Linked DNA regions of Juglans regia: region 1 is linked to region 2. Evidence: chromatin contacts called from public Hi-C data. All regions are on one chromosome and are shown on one strand. Each heading gives the region's core, a stretch centred on a gene start, on an enhancer-like site or on the middle of the called end of the contact. The rest is flanking DNA. Distances are from core to core; before and after follow the strand shown. Region 1 holds the start of LOC108992164. Region 2 holds the start of LOC118344779.

Evidence for each region. A called contact is a pair of places that touch in the nucleus more often than the background predicts.
Region 1: a Hi-C map of leaf shows a contact between it and region 2, with 2.6 times the contacts expected there. The contact joins the promoter of LOC108992164 here to the promoter of LOC118344779 in region 2. A contact is called at or near these places in 2 of 3 Hi-C or Micro-C datasets (both in leaf).

The regions. Positions count from the first base shown.
Region 1 is chr16:4,226,424-4,231,336 of Walnut 2.0, reverse strand. It overlaps LOC108992164, which reads right to left and starts at 2,143. Exons shown (of 3, transcript XM_018966632.2): 1 at 1,810-2,143; 2 at 1,637-1,726. The coding sequence starts at 2,070.
Region 2 is chr16:4,094,286-4,099,340 of Walnut 2.0, reverse strand. LOC118344779 reads left to right here and starts at 1,679. Exons shown (of 1, transcript XM_035686172.1): 1 at 1,679-2,374. The coding sequence starts at 1,679. The coding sequence ends at 2,374.

The DNA.
Region 1 (4,913 bases), core at 894-3,393, 130 kb before region 2:
CTGGAAGGCCCACTGAGATTCAAAGATATCCTAGTTCTTTCATCATCTGGATCTAGAACTGTCTTTCTTTAGGTCCTACTTTATAATAGATAATAAATCCAACCACCGAATAACCATCCAAAGGCACCCATAAAGTACTTTAATTACTGCACTCAGTGCACTGGTCCAGCCCCTCCACAGCACTCATTTATTCTTGATTGCAAAATAAAAAAACATAATTTACTTTGACCTTCTCCCTTTATAATCACTGAACCAATCCTCTGGATCTAAATAATAAAACTTTTCTCCACCTATAATGATCAGATGATCCCTAATCATAGAATCTACTGGCTGTCCTACACATCACTATAGTTGAAATGACTGTCTCAGGGATTAAGTTATGATAGAAAACTCATGCATCAGAACTTGGAAACAGAATGATTAATCTGAGCATTGAGGTAAGCCTAGGAGGACATGAAATTTTGAAAATGTTCTTTATCGTGAAAACAACAATGGTGGCAGAAGCCTGTCAGATAGCAAAAGCAAGAACAAACCTTTTTATGAATATCTTGAAGGTCCCAAAGATTGTGCTAAACTTCATTGTGACGGTGTTATAAATGTAGGATGGATAGGTTGTTTGGCTATGCAGAGAGGGTGAAGAAGATGAACAAGTGGAATTCATCTTCCTCTTTTAAGTTATTGATGTGCTTAAAGAAGGCTTTTTTAAGGGTTTCATTGGTTTCCTTATTGTGATACCTCATATGATAAGAATAAGAGTAGGTGGTATATGAGATCCCCCATTGCTTAGGAAAGAGAAGTTCTTGCTCTCCAATTGTATCATTGACTAATCCTTTTGGAGTATAAGCCATGTGGTTTGGGCCTTCGATTGAGCGTTACAAATAGTATCAGAGCCTATCCCAACCAGAAATATGGGGCTTAAGCCATGCCATCTACGATAATTGGTCTGACGAAGACGTCAGGAATTTAAGAGGGGGAGATTGTGATACCACATATGATAAGGATAAAGGAAGGTGGTGTATGGGATCCCACATTACTTGGAAATGAGAAGTTCTTGCTCTTTATAATGTTTCAATATGACTCCAATTATATCATTGACTCGTCCTTTTGGAGTATAGGTCATGTGATTTGGGCCTTTCATTGAGGCGTTACACTTATAGACCATAGTTGTAACCATCCACCAACCCTTTCAAACATCATAACCATCAGTCTGAATTCCGAACCGGTAAATCATGTTTAGTACCTTAAATGTATAGGTGCTACTTGCACATGCTATAACTAGCTAAACAACCTTAGATGGTAGATTTTCTAACAACCGTCAGAAACTAATCCCACACACTAAGGTGCATCATGACATAGTTTCAATCAGCAAAGGCCGTCAATTAATTAAGAAGCTACATTTATGTGAAGTGGAAAAGATGTTGGGATATTTCAGCACATCCACTAGCAATTTAAATTCTTCCTTTAATAAAGACTATGAATAACACGTAGGCTACAAATGCTACTTCAAAATCTTAAGCGCTGCGGCAAAGAAGAAATAGCTATATAAAGGCGAGGAACGTTAAAACTTTGAAAATCTGAGACAACAAAATTAGCACAAAAAAAGACTTTGACTAACAAAATTTAAAACAAAACTGACCTCGGTGCCATCAGAGAGTACTTTGGCTAACACGGGTATCTCATATTGATAAGCCATTTCCCACTCAGGATTGCTGGTTATATCCATTATCTGACAAACTCACCGACACATTCACAATATACACGCATAAAATAAACATATACACACTCACGCACACAGATGGGCATATTTACCTGTAAATCAACATCGTGAAGGGAATCAGGGCCGGAGAGTAAGAAGGCAGCTTGGAGTTTTTCTTTGAGGCCATCACACAAACAGCAACCGGGCTTTGAGTAGAGAACGAGCTTTCTGGAAGGAGTGGAGGAAGAAGTCGACGACGAAAAAGATGAAGAAGCGAGAGGGGTGAAGACCCACCTGGGTATGGATCTTTGTCTCGTTAGCAACACCATCGAGGATGGTCTTGCCACTGCTGCGAATGCAATTGCCATATTCATACAAACAAATCCTCCGACCGGATAGCTTCCCCTAACTTTGGGGTTGAGTTTGGATTATATTTGTGGGCCGTTCTCAAGATATTGACGTGTTTTTTATGATCTGCTCTCCAGCCCATTGATTAATAAAGGACTGTTCATCCCGGCCCGGTAACCCGACAGTTTTATAAAAAATAAACTGTATATAAAAAAAACGACGTCGTTTACGTTCCGAGCTAACCGTTGGAGTTTTGGACTGCAGAATCAGTTCCAGACCTCACTTGTCCCTCTCACTCTCTCTCTCTCCGAAACCCTAACCGTCGAGCTTCCGCCGCCGTTTCTCTCGCCGGATCTTTCAAGCGTCAGCTTCTACAGACAACTCCGCCGGAAGGTTTTCTCCCGCTGAACCTGTAGGTAAGTTCCTCTCTCTTCGGTTTCTAGAAGCTCCTTGCTTTTTCTTTCTCTCTTCACTAAGTTGGAAAACACTCAAAAAAGCGGAGAGGTTTTCCAGTAGCTAAAAAGGAAGGGTTGATATATAGAAGTTAGAAATGTAGTTTTTTGGTTCAGGGGCGAAAAATGAAGTAGGGTTCATGTTTCAAACTATTAATTTTATACATTAGTACATTTTTTTAGGCGAAAACTGTAAAAATCTACTGCTCGGATCTGATCAATATATTCAGTCAGATTTAGGTGCGGTTTGGATAATGAGATGAGATAATTTTATATGAAAGTTGAAAGTTGAATAAAATATTGTTAAAATATTATTTATTAATATTACTATTATTTTAGAATTTGAAAAAATTGAGTTGTTTATTATATTTTGCGTGAAAATTTAGAAAAATTGTAATGAAAAGATTACATGAGATGGGATGAGATAAATACTTTCATTATCCAAATGGGACCGTAAACTATTAAACAGCAATGATGATCTATACATTCAAAACTGCGTGAAATCCCCCACTTAAATCATCCAAATCGATAACTTTGCTTTCTGTTCTTTCTGCCTCACTAATTTTATGGAGCTCTGAATTTAGTTCAACAATCTGCTTCCGTAACTTTTCTCCCTTATCTGGCAACCTGGCAACCATGGCCTAAAAAAAAAAAAAGAGAAAAAAAAAAAGAACAATCCGAGCAAATTACTTATAATCAAGCAGATGCCATATCATTAAAAAAAAAGACCACCTTTTTTAATAGGAAGAAAATTTTATAAAAAGGGAAGACTCAACCTTTTATAGTTTAAAGTTTAGTTTAAACTTTAATATGACCCCTAACTAAATTCAAAAGACCCAAAATGTTTGTTGGATAGCTATGGTCAAGATTTGTTAGTTAAGTTCTTGGTGGTGTTACCTTTTTGTTTTCCCTTATAAGTAGTTCTCAGTTGTTAATTCGAGAGTGGTTTCCATCTCTCATTATTTTTTATGAGGTTTCTGATTTGATTGTCCCCAATGGTTGTTGTTCTTTGGACTTTTCCATTGTTTATGGTATTTCAGCCGATTTGTGTGAATGTGTTTAAGCTGGAATTAGTTGGACCCTACTTCAATGCAGGCGCTTCTCGCTGGCATGTCATATATCAGTTTATAATAGTGTGTAAAGGAATTTGAGTTTAGAGTTTCGAAGAATAAGAGGAAGTTGTTTATAAAGCCGTATATATTTCTCTTGAAATTAGGCCAGTAACCAAGTTGGTGATACGATACCTCTTCATGGATAGTTCATGAAAAGGTCACACTCTGCACTAGCAAGCGATTAATGATTGGAACTGTTTATGCCTGACACAATCTGATTGTGAACGTGTTTTCAATAGCCTTGACATTTCTCAGAAGGAATAATTAATACAATACACTTAAAATACGCAATTGAGTGGGGGATTTAAGCATCCCCCCAAAGTCAAACATTAAATCTACTTTAAGTCAAATGCAGTAACATGACGAAGCACAGGGAACATTCCATCCTAGAGCCACACAATCACCAAAAATCATTGCATGAACAATTCCCATTCTTAAAATGATAATATCTATCCCACAAATGCGAAGATTTTGTACTACCCGAATAACAATCCCAGAAACGACCTTAAGCAACCCGTAAGCCATGGCTAACCTCTCATTATGCCAAACTAGTTGTCTTTCCTTTTATTGCCATTCCATGCCATGTAAAACAGAACTAGTATCAGTTACATAACTTCTTTTTCTCATCTCTACATCCAACTCCTTAAGAAAACCAAAAATCTCATCCTTCATAGGATGAGGTCTCCCCAGCATAAAACACTTGGCTTTCCTTTCCAAATTCAATGCAGCTATATCCTGGTCACTTTTTAACTTCTATCACCATCATCAACTTTCTCACCTTGGACACCTTTTCCCACATTGCAGCAATAGCACAAAAGTTATTGATGGATCTTCTGGCTCGAAACTTAATAAATTATTGATTAATCATTTCTTATTATTTTCTTTTTATAAGTAAGAGGTAAATTTTATTGATATGAATGAAATAGGCAAAGCCCGTGTACACAGGAAGTATACAAGAGAACACCTAAATACATTCTAGGATCTAGAAATTAAAACCAGAAAGTCGTGAACATTGTTTCCATTAAGCACAATAGCTGAAAACCAAAGCAATAAAGTGTGTAAAAAAAAGTTCTGAAGCTCCGCCGTTGTACGTTCCCTATCTTCAAAGCACCATGCATTCCATTCATTTCTTATTATTTGGCATCCTTTTCATTCTCCATTCCATTCTGTTTTCTATTTGTGCACAAATGAGCTAGTTTCCATCAAACCAGCATAAAAGAAAACAGTAGGTTTGCCATTACTACTTTTTCTGCCCCTTTGGGTTGGTGCATGATTTGCTTTGCTATGTATGTTCCTAGAAATTAT
Region 2 (5,055 bases), core at 430-2,929:
AAATCGATAGTTTCTACTCGGTTTCAATTCTTGTGTTCCAAGCTCAACCTACATGCTGTAGCATGTACCGTTTACCTTGAGGGGAGCTGTTGAAGCATTATCTGATAAGCTAGTACAAGTATCTGATAAGGATAAAGTCCAGCAACAACCATATATAGGTTAAGCTATAAGGACAAAGTTCAGTAACAACCAAATAGAGATAGAGTTTCATAATCTTTACGTGATTGTATTTGTGTATATTCTGATGTTTATGAATACTCTGTATTCTATTCTATAAATATAATACAAAAATACTCTCTCTTGAACAAGGAGAGTTTTCCAAACAATACATTTTATTTAATTGTTATGTTACTCTCTCCTTAGAAACTCGACGTAGGCAATGGATAAACGATCTTGGGTGTCAATTCGCCCCCCAACATCCAAAAGGGGTCACCTACCCACGGGGGGCGAGACTAGGCTCCACGGACCCAACTCTCCACCCCCATCCAAGGAGTCTACAGCCACCGTCTTTGAGGTGCAGATATCACTCTTAATTAATGTTGACGAGGAAATGTCGCAAAAAAGTAAAAACTCCTACCAATTTTTTTTCTTATTATTTTTGTATCTCCCTTTGGCGGTACCAAAATTCTAGAGCCATGCCGTACAAACTCTTTAACATGCAAACTTGGAAAAATCGTTTCTGATCTGGATGTCTTTTCTTTCCAAATCACTCTGTAATTACTTATTAATTAAGCTGAATTTTCCCTCGAATTTTCTCTCCTAATCTTTTACATATTGAGCACACAATACATGAACTTGAATTTTTACCCAACTTTCTATTAAAATATTATTACTTTTTAAAGTTAAATCCATTAAAATAAAATAATATTTTAATATCATTGAATTGTGTAAAAGTTGTATTGGGTTCTTTTGTTTTTTTATAATCATTCTTTTATTTTTCTTGTAGCCAACCCAACGTGTATGCAGACCGCAGCCAATGTTGACAAGTCAAATGTCTATCTCTTATGGATTTAACTAATTAATTGGTAATCTGCATGTGTGAGCAAAGGATTGTTTCGAAATTTCCCAACACTTATAAAATGGAAAGGACTGGCGTCATCATAATATTCAGCTGCCACCTCAGGTTGATTAATCACCATCAATTCAGCTGCAATTTGAGGGTGGCAATTGTCTCTAGAAATCGATGGGTGATGAATGAAAAACCACTGGACGACCGCCGAACAGTCACACCTTTTTCAAACTTCAATTTTAATTGTTTTAATTTGGATAGTCCTACGTGGGAGCTGGCAGCTGCCGTTAAGCATAATTGATTTTCTTTTATATATATATATTTTTAAAAAAATAAAAAAATATAATATTATTAAAAAATACTTCTTTAATTATTAAGTGAAAATAAAAAATAAAAAATAAAAAATTCTAGTAATAATATTGAGCTGTAAGAATTAAAAGTAAGAATGTAATTTTTCTTTTAATTTTTGAAATGTGAAATCTACAGTACGGTGGGTGTGTATTTATAATTGAAAAAAGCTGAGGTATGTGTAAAAGTGAATTTCACATTATGTTTTGATTCCAGTTAAATTTTTTTTTTTTTTTGGTTCTCTCTTGCAGCATTAATGTTATAAGTAAAAAAGCACCAAAGGTTTCTTTCCTCTTAGTACAGGTTACGGGCTCCTCTATCATGGAAGAGTCTCAAGAAGTACTAAGTCAAAGGCTGTCATTGTCGGAACAAGAGAAGGAGGAAATCATTGTGGAAGAGGTGCTGTTAGAAGAAACTAAACAAAGGGGAGAACATTCTTTGCTGGTATCTCTACTCATGGATAAGCACTACAATCATGAGGTTTTCAAGCAAAACTTGAGGAGAATCTGGCGACCTGTAAAGAAGATTTGGTTTAAGGAATTGGGATCTAAACTGCTACTGGTGGAATTCGAAGATCAAAGGGAGAAAGCCAGAGTGCAACGTGAAGGACCATGGCCTTTTGATAGGAATCTGGTATTGATGCAAAATTTTGAAGGAGATATACTGGCCAACAAAATAAAGATAGTAAAGGTAGTTTTCTGGATCAGACTATATGAACTTCCTTTGGGTGCAATGAATGAGAAGGTGGTGAGAATGATTGGTGATTGTATTGGTACAGTAGAGGAGATTAATATAGAGAAGGATGAAGTAGCATGGGGGCAGTTCATTAGAATGAGGGTCAGTTTGGATGTCACTAAACCTTTGATGTGTGGCAAATGCATAAACCTGTCTGCTCATGGAGTCTGTTGGGTTCGATTCACCTATGAAAGATTACGAACATTAGGCCTGTGCAAAATGCCTGCTGGGCCGCACAATCCACACAACCCGATTGGGTTGAACCCGTTAATGTCGGGTTGAGTAAATGTCGGTTTCATCATCCATCCAATCTGACCAATATCGGACGACACCTTTGAACCCGAAAGTCGAAATCCATTGCAGTGAAAAAGAAAAGTCTTCTCCCACTGCGGAATCTTAGTTTGAAAGCTACAAATCAAATGCGAGGCTTACGATGGGCGGAAACTAGAGCTATAAATCAAAAGAGTAATACCGAATTAAGCAAAAATCCACCAGGTTTTGCTGCAAACATTGCTCTTGTTCCACGTCTTTGCTCTAAGCCACCTGTAGGTATCCTTGATTCCTTGGACTTGACCGAATTTGCTTGCTTGTGGTTCTCTCATGATGCTATCTCATGGACCACTAGGATAGCCGAGGCACCCCAGACCCATTTTGAATTCTGGAAGACATTGTTTCCGGTGAGTGGGAACCTTGGTTTTGTTTGGTTGGTGAGAAAGTAGAGTGAATGGAAAGAAAAATGAAGTTTTTAGTATGTAGGCTTCTTTATGTGGTTTCGCATTTGATCATTTAGTTTTTTTTTTAGTAATCATGCATATGTTTGTTTGAATTATGAAAAGTTAGAAAATTGCCCTTTTGTTTGGCTACTGAGAAAGTTAAGAAAAAAGAAAGTGATGTTTTTGGTTACGGGGGTTTTTCGGTTCCAATCATCCTTGAAGCCATCTTTTTTTTTAGTTTTTAATGGTAATTTGATGGGCTTGAATATTTGAACTTTTCCTTTGGTATTTTTTTTATGGATTTTTTGTTGGATCATCAAATTAATATTATGCTGATGTAGATTGTGATGTTGAGCTCATAAACCTCACAGTTCCGTTGAGCTCATCATCTATCAAGTCCTTGAATATCGGAACTTGCACTTTGCCGATGGTTTTCTTTCCAAGAACGATACCTTCACAGTGAAGATCGAACTTCAAAAAAATATTCTGCTTGCAGTCATCATCAAGAACCGAGATTTCTTTAAGATCAAAGTGCATCTCGTGATTCTACTCAGGATTTCCATCCCCACTCTGTCCACTGGCATTTCTTGACGCTGAAGATGTTTTCGTTCTAGCTTCTTCGATTCATCATAGAAAAATGATTTTTTACTCTGCAGATTTTGTTTCTTCTTGACTTCATCATTGACCATCATTTTTTGACGCTGTAGATATTATTGGTCTGGCTTTTTCTTCGCTTCATCACAGACAAGTTAGTGGTGGTGGGGTGTCAGTGGTTAGAAAATGAAGAAAGGGAAAATGGAAAGAGGTGAAATGTTGGTTCTGAATTCTTGACCCGACCCGCAAACATGTGGGACGGATCGGTTTAGTATCTATTCTAAATGTTTGCGGGTCGGGTCGGGTCGGCCCCAAAGCTGGCTTCAGTGGATCGGGTTGCAGGCCTAACCAACATCAGACCTTGGAAAAAGTATTTATGATAGCTTGGGCATGTTGGAACAGAAGAAATCATGGGTCTTTGAGAAGAAACAGATCACACTTGAGGAGATCATTAACTATGCTCTTTCGTTACATCAGACCTTCAAGGCAATTAAAGCTGTAGATTAGAGCAGTTTCAAGAAGTTGTCTCAATGGCAGTTACCTCTACAAGGTATAACAAAACTCAATGTGGATGGGGCTATCTTTCATGCTGAGGGTAATGCATGGGTAGGTCTCATCTTAAGAGATTGGGAAGGGAAAGCGTTAATGGGAGTAAGCAAGAAAGAAGATGCTATGATGGAACCCCTAGAGATCGAGCTCATTGCAATATTGAGAGGATTGCAATTCTGCTTCCCTCTTGGCCTTTGGTTTTTATGCATTGAAACTAATTCACTACTTTTAGTTCAAGAAATAAGTAATCCTACTAATTCGAACTCCATGTATGAGAATGTAGTAATAAATATTCAGCACCTCAAGAGCAGATTTCAGAGTTGTTCAATTGTTCACATCATTAGGGAAGCCAATCAAGCTACACACAAGCTAGCAAGATTTTCTAGAAATGTTATTTCAACTAATGTTTGGTGGGATTCTGTTCCAGCTGTGTTCTACAAGTCCTATGGACTGATTTACATCTGTAATGTCTTTTTGCAGTTAATGAGAAGTGAGTTTTCATTTCAAAAAAAAAAAAAAAATGTTACAAGTAAAAAAGGGAAGAGGAAGTGAGAGCACTTTTTACAAAGTCTTGTTTGGTGGGCAACATCTATTTGATCTCGTGACTCTCGAAGTTCTTAAAATTTTGATATTTGAAAAATTATTTTGAGAAGATTGTTTATTTTGGGTTAGATTTACTTAAATGACATATGTTATTGCTAAAAGTTTGCACAACTAACCAAAACGGAAAAAAGAGTCATTCCCAATTCACGATAATGGTTCAGGGTGTCGATACGATACTTTTCGCGTTCATTCATGAAGTAAACAATAAATAAGTAAATAAAAGACAAATAAAAAAAGACACAAAGATTTACGTGGCTTGGAAAAAAATACTACGTCCAAAGGTTGTTTTGGGACGAAATCCACTATAATAGGTGATGTAACAATTTCTCATAGTCTCACATATCTTTCAATACAATAAAGAAATTTTCAGAGGTTGAAGATGGTGCGTCTCTTGAGAGAAGATCCTTTGGAATCATTGTGTATGGTGGAGTCTGGGCATTGAGACCCTATCTAGATTTGTGGAGATCTCCTTCTTATATAGAGATCTATTTCCTTCTTTTGAGT